Linked DNA regions of Gossypium hirsutum: region 1 is linked to region 2. A link is a contact called in public Hi-C data. All regions are on one chromosome and are shown on one strand. The core of a region is the stretch at or near the end of the contact, and the rest is flanking DNA. Distances in the headings are between cores, read along the strand shown. Region 1 holds the start of LOC121220030 (tubulin beta chain). Region 2 holds the start of LOC107917993.

The links. Hi-C and Micro-C count contacts between places; a contact is called where the count stands out from the background.
Region 1: a Hi-C map of leaf shows a contact between it and region 2, with 2.5 times the contacts expected there. The contact joins the promoter of LOC121220030 here to the promoter of LOC107917993 in region 2. A contact is called at or near these places in 2 of 34 Hi-C or Micro-C datasets (leaf and petal).

Annotation. Positions count from the first base shown.
Region 1 is chrD08:29,290,134-29,293,148 of Gossypium_hirsutum_v2.1, reverse strand. It overlaps LOC121220030 (tubulin beta chain), which reads left to right and starts at 1,755. Exons shown (of 6, transcript XM_041099090.1): 1 at 1,755-2,313. The coding sequence starts at 1,905.
Region 2 is chrD08:29,062,130-29,065,366 of Gossypium_hirsutum_v2.1, reverse strand. It overlaps LOC107917993, which reads right to left and starts at 1,389. Exons shown (of 7, transcript XM_016847464.2): 1 at 1,019-1,389; 2 at 889-920; 3 at 2-99. The coding sequence starts at 1,102.

The sequences.
Region 1 (3,015 bases), core at 506-3,005, 230 kb before region 2:
AGTTGTAGCCCAACGAGCCCTGATAAAATAGTTGCAAAAAAGTAGAGTAACTGAATTTAGTGGGTTGAAAGGTGTTGATCCCTCCTCAGCCAAAAGTTGTTTAGAATTAATCACTACACCAAAACAGGCTTTTAGCGGCGTTTGGACAAAAAACGCCGGTAAAAATCAAGCATTAGCGGCCCTTTATGGAAATCGCCACAAAAGATTGAGCATTAATGGCGTTTTTCAAAAAACGCCGCTAAAAATAAGCATTAGTGGCGTTTTTTTTAAAAACGCCGCGAAAAACATAAGCCCAACGGCGTTGTTTTCTGACCTTTCGTGGCTTTAGCGGCGTTTTTGGAAAAGCGCCGCTAATGCCCAGGTCTTTAGCGGCGTTTTTGGAAAAATGCCGCTAATGCCTGGTTTTTAGCGGCGTTTTTGGAAAAAGCGCCGCTAATGGTAGGGGCTTTAGCGGTGTTTTTAGAAAAGCGCCGCTAAAAATATTTTATCTTACTTGATTTATTTATATTAATTAAATAAAATTCAATTTATTTCTAATTGAATATTTAAAATCTTCAGAAAAAAATAATAACACGTAGAAATAATTTGAAAATAGAACACATGGAAAAATTAAAATACTATTATTTAAAATAATTTTAAAGTTTTTTGGGTATATGATTACTGATTGTTTTTTAATTTATATATTAAACTTTTTATATAATCGTAAAATAAATAGTATTAATTTTAAAATATTGAATTAATTATCACTATATTTAGGGTTTTTGGTTTAGAGTATATGATTAATTTACGATTTAAGGCCAGTTTAGGAGTTACTATTTGAAGGTTGAGGGAGTATGGATTTAAGGATTATGTATCAGGGGTTATGGTTTAAGGGTTGAGATTTAAGGTTTAGGGGTTAGGTGTTTAGGGGTTAGGGGTTAGGGGTTAGGGATTTAGGGTTTAGGGATTTAAGGGTCAGGTTAGGATTTTAGGTTTAGATTAATTAGTTTTTTTAATTTATATTTTAAATATGTTCTTATATATACAATTGTAAAAGAGATAACAATAAATTTGTTTAGGGTTTTTAGTTTAGTGTATATGATTAATTTAAAATTTAAGGTCGGTGTAGGAGTTACTATTTTAAGGTTTATGGAGTTTGGATTTAGGGATTATGGATTGGGGATTATGGTTTAAGGGTTGGGATTTAAGGTTTAGAGGTTAATTAGGGGTTAAGGGTTTAGGGGTTAGACATTTTGAGGTTAAGAGTTAATGATTTAGAGTTTAAGTCCTAGGGGTCGGGTTAGGGTTTTGGGTTTAGATTAATTAGCTTTTTAATTTATATTTTAAATATGTTCTTATATAATTGTAAAAGAGATAATAATAAATTTAATTATTGAAATTATGAGTATAATTTGAATTATTTAAGAGATATATAATAGATAGACTTTATATGTATTGAATGGTTAATTTAGGGTTTAAGGTTAAAGTTTACTTGAGATTTATTAAATGATAAAATTTTATACAATTAATTAATGCTTTTATATTTAAAAAAATTTTAATCTAAACCATTTGATATATTTAAATATTAGTTTAAATAGAATTAATAAATAAGTTAAAAAAAGTAATAGATTGATATGGATATTTAGGTAAATTTTTTATCAAAACGCCACCGTTTATCTTCAATAAATTAATTTTTAGTGACGTTTTTACATAAACGCCAGAATTATGCATTAAAATTTAGTAAAACGGGCTGTCTCTTTTCAGTATTTTAATTTTTAGTGGCGTTTTTATTAAAAATGCCACAAAAGAATCATTTTACTTAAAAAAAAGCGCCTAAACAACCCGCTTTCATTTTTCAACCAAATCCAAACCCTAAAGTGCGCCTCTCCCAATTTCTTCTTCACTTTGAGGTTTGAGCAGATCGGATGGTTCGTTCATCCAAGGTGGTCAATGTGGGAACCAGATCAGGGCTAATTTCTGGGAAGTCATATGCGACGAGCATGGAGTTGACAACACTGGAAAATATAACGGTGACTCCGACCTTCAGTTGGAGCGCATCAATGTCTACTACAATGAAGCCAGTGGTGGAAGGTATGTCCCACGCGCTGTTCTCATGGATCTGGAGCGCTGTTCTCATGGATCTGGAGCCGGGCACTATAGATTCCGTCAGATTTGGTCCTTTTGGACAAACCTTTCGCCCCGATAACTTTGTCTTCGGACAGTCTGGTGCTGGCAACAACTGGGCCAAGGGTTATTACACTGAGGGAGCTGAGCTCATTGATTCTGTTCTTGATGTTGTCAGGAAAGAGGCTGAGAATTGTGATTGCTTACAAGGTATAAACCCTACAGCTTTGACCCTTTTTTTCTTTTCCCCAAAGCACTTTTAACCTATAGGTTTTGTTGAGATCTCTGTTTTTTGGTTCTTGGTTTAATGTTAAATTTATCCTTTCACCCCTGTTGATTTTGGATCTCATAATTTATTTTTGGTTCTTGGGTTCAGTAAGCTATTTTGGGTGCTTTCCAGGAGATTTTCTTTCATTTTCCTTTCTCCTATTTAGGTGGATTTTAGTGAGGTCTTTTATTTCATCTTTAGTGTTGATATATTTCTCCTTAGTCTGGACTATGTCTTCTTATCTGTTATACCTACTGAACACTTCTATTTTGAAGTAAAATTGTTATAAACAACATGGAGGTTTTATTAAGCAAACTTTAGCAAGGGACTTCACAAACTTTAGCAAGGTTAGTTTGGCTTAAAAATTCTATGTTGAATGGATATTTTCCTTTGAGTGTAACTCTTCTAATGTTCAGCTGAGAGAAAGAAGTTATTAACATTGCTTACCATGCAGCAATGAAATCTCAGAACCTACTGCTCCCGCTTCTGAGGTTTTCCAGTTAGTGGGCGTGTACGTTAGACCAGTAGCTCATTTCTAGTATTGTTAAAAAAGGCTTTAGATGATAATACTTGTATTTTGACTGTAATTCTGGCAGAGAATGGAGACAATGCAAGGGCAAAGTCTTCAGCAGCACTTTTTCCTG
Region 2 (3,237 bases), core at 140-2,639:
CCTGCTTTTTTGGGCCCAGCAGTGAGTTTCATCTCCATTGTAAGATTTGCTAGTTCTCTTTCAACATCACGTATTTTAGAATAGTTTTCTTCTATGTATCTGGAAGTGTGAATCAATAGAGATCAGATAAAATCCCCAGCAATTGAAATCACGAGAAACAAACTGAAAGAACATTAAAGAGAAGGGAAATGACAACCATATAAAGCACAATCCTCTTTCAACCTTAATTTGTATAAGTAAATGCTACAGACTAGATAAAAAAGTTCCAAGATACAAACAGAATTCTTTTTTGTACTATAAATTGTTATATTTTAATAACTAAATCCCAAGAAAATACACAAAAGAGATTTCTTAAACTTGATTAATTGAGTAAATAAAAATTGTCATAATGAACTTTTTGTCAATACATATACGTAAAAGATAATCCTGACACAAAAGAAATGCCAGAGCTTCTAAGCAAGTGCAATTCGAATCTGTTTCAGATTTGAATAATAAGACTTAGTGAAGCTGTAAATTCAATTAAGATTTAGGACTAAATTAAAGTTTTAAGTAGTATCAAACTCACATGAAAGTTAATGCACCAGCACAAATCACTTCTTATCCCTCTAGATTAGAATTATAGTAAGGATTTAAGGTAATTCTTCAAAGGCTGACCATTTATAGAAAACTCATATATACTCTCATCTGTTTTTCTACCTAAACACGTGCATTGCAATGCAGGACTAGAAGAACACTCTCCTTACTATTACTGGATTAAATCCCAGCACTGAACAGAGTCGTCCATATAAGCCAGGTTTACAACAATTGAACTAAGGCAAGTGAAAAATAAATTATCAAAAAAAGCACATATACAAAAATAGAAATTTAAAATTAACAAAATGAACATACTTCTTGAGTTGAACCCGCTCTTCTTCAATTATCTGCCGCCACAGAAGAAAAAAACCATAAGAATTCGCCATGACATTTTCAGCAGAGTAATAACGAAACACAAAAAGAAGAGAGGAGAAAGAGAAGTGACCTTCTCAGTGTAGGCGATTACAGGAGCTTCCCTAGCGAGTCCATCGGGTCCGATCTCGGGTTCTAGGGCAGGATTCGTGGCCATTTTTCTTCTTTTTGCTTTGGTTTGGAATTGAGATCGAAACTGGAAATAAAATGGAAAATAGTCTTTATGATCTACCTGGTATGATTTACGAACACTAAGTGGACTCGTTTCATTTTAGGAAGCAATGCATTGTTGCCTCCTTATTGTTGCTTTTGTATTCTTTCTTTTTCTGTTTTGGGGTTTCGCTTTCTTCAATAGATGAAAAAAGAAAATAAAAATAATCTCGTCCGATCGTGGCAAAACGTGTTTTTGCCTCAGATTTGGCAATTCAATTCTGCATAAATATCTATGTGTATTAGATAAAATGCATATGCATAATTTTTAAATAATTCCTGGATTTAATTTATTGAACAACAAAGGGTAGAGGTGCTCATGGGCCGGGCAGCCCGGCCCGCCCGAAATATGGGACGGTTTGGGTAAAAATATAGGCTCGAAATATGAGTTTGAGCAAAAAAACGAGGCCCGTTTAGAAAACGGGCCGGGCCTCGGACACCACTTTTTCGGGCCGGGTCAGCCCGATATAATAAATATATTTATTTTTTAAAATTTTAAAATATTTTTTACATACTTTTTTAATTTTTTTTAATTTTACATACAAAATCAAGGGCTTCTGTTCACCGATTGTCCTTCTCTTTCGCTGCTATTGCATGTTGAGGCACCCTTTCCACTAGATAAGTAGTTTCCTCCCTTCACAAACCTTTTGTAGCAAGAATGTGGGCCAGTTCATTCTTGTTTCTTGTTACATGCCTGAACATGCATCCACTAAAATCTTCACTAGTTTTCTTTGCATCGATTATATAGGCACTTAACACTGATCTGTCAATCTCTTGTACATGTATCTTCTTAATCACAGTTAGATTATCTGTCAACTATGACCTCACTAAAACCTAGATCCAAACCCATCTAAACTGCTTGGAGACATGACATCGCTTCCGCTGCAAAGGGGGTAGGCACATGATCATTAATAATCGTTCTCGAACCCATTTTCTTGCCTTCTGTATTAGGGACAACTAACCCTGAACAAGATTTGTTTGATTTGGAAAGATAAGTCACGTCAAAATTAATCTTGAACCAAGGGGTTCTAGTGGTCTCCGCCTCTCCGAAACAATTTGCCTACCAGGTAATTTTTCGTTAATCACCTCTATGTCCCTTACGTACAATCTGATGAAATTTGCTTCTCTGCTGCTTGATTGGTGACCTCCATCATGAACAATTTTACTTCTGTCTATCCAGATAGCCCAAATAGCATATGTTACTACCCTACTCTGAGCCCTCGAACTCTTATGGTAGATTTTACTAATCCAATTCCTGTAATCATCATTTGATGTCTCTTGATCCCAATTTATATTTAACTCCTTCCAAATCTCATTGACAAAGGTATAATCACAAAATGCATGCTCCAAAGTCTTGAAACCATCGGTACATCTAGGACAAGCCGCTGAATTATTAATCCTTTCTGTAATACAAATTGTTGTTGGTTGGGAGAAATTTGTTGAAAGCTCTCCAATTTGTAATCTGAATTTTTCCTGGTAGCTCTGATTGCCAAAGTTTCCTGTAGTACTGTTTGAATGTATTTGAGTAGTTGTTAGCTATGTGGTTGTAATTCTCCTATACGAGCATCTTGTACTCGCTCCTTACAAAGTACTCGCCCTTTGGTTCACCTCTCCAAACCAGTCTGTCTTCATGCGGATGACGCGATAGAGGAATACACAACACTTTCGCGGCTTCTTCAACAAAAGATATTCTGGTAATAAGATCTTCCTTCCATTGCCTCAAAAATGGTTCTATAAATTCAGAAACCTTGATTGGTGATTGACCATTATTATTGTTATGAATTTTGTAGTCCTTTTGACTCGGAACCCATGCATCAGTCCAGATGGAGATGTTTGATCCCATACTAACTAGCCAACACATGCTTGATTAGAGCAACCCTTTTGTGGCCTATATACTCTTCCAGGTATATAAAGAACTTGGTCCTAATCGTGATCCCATGAAATCAAATTCGGGATAATATTTCGCTTTTAGCGTACAAGCTAATAACGACTCTGGATAATTAAGTAATCGCCACCCCTACTTTGCCAGTAATGTCACATTAAACTTTGACAAACACCTAAACCCCAAACCACCATCCTCCT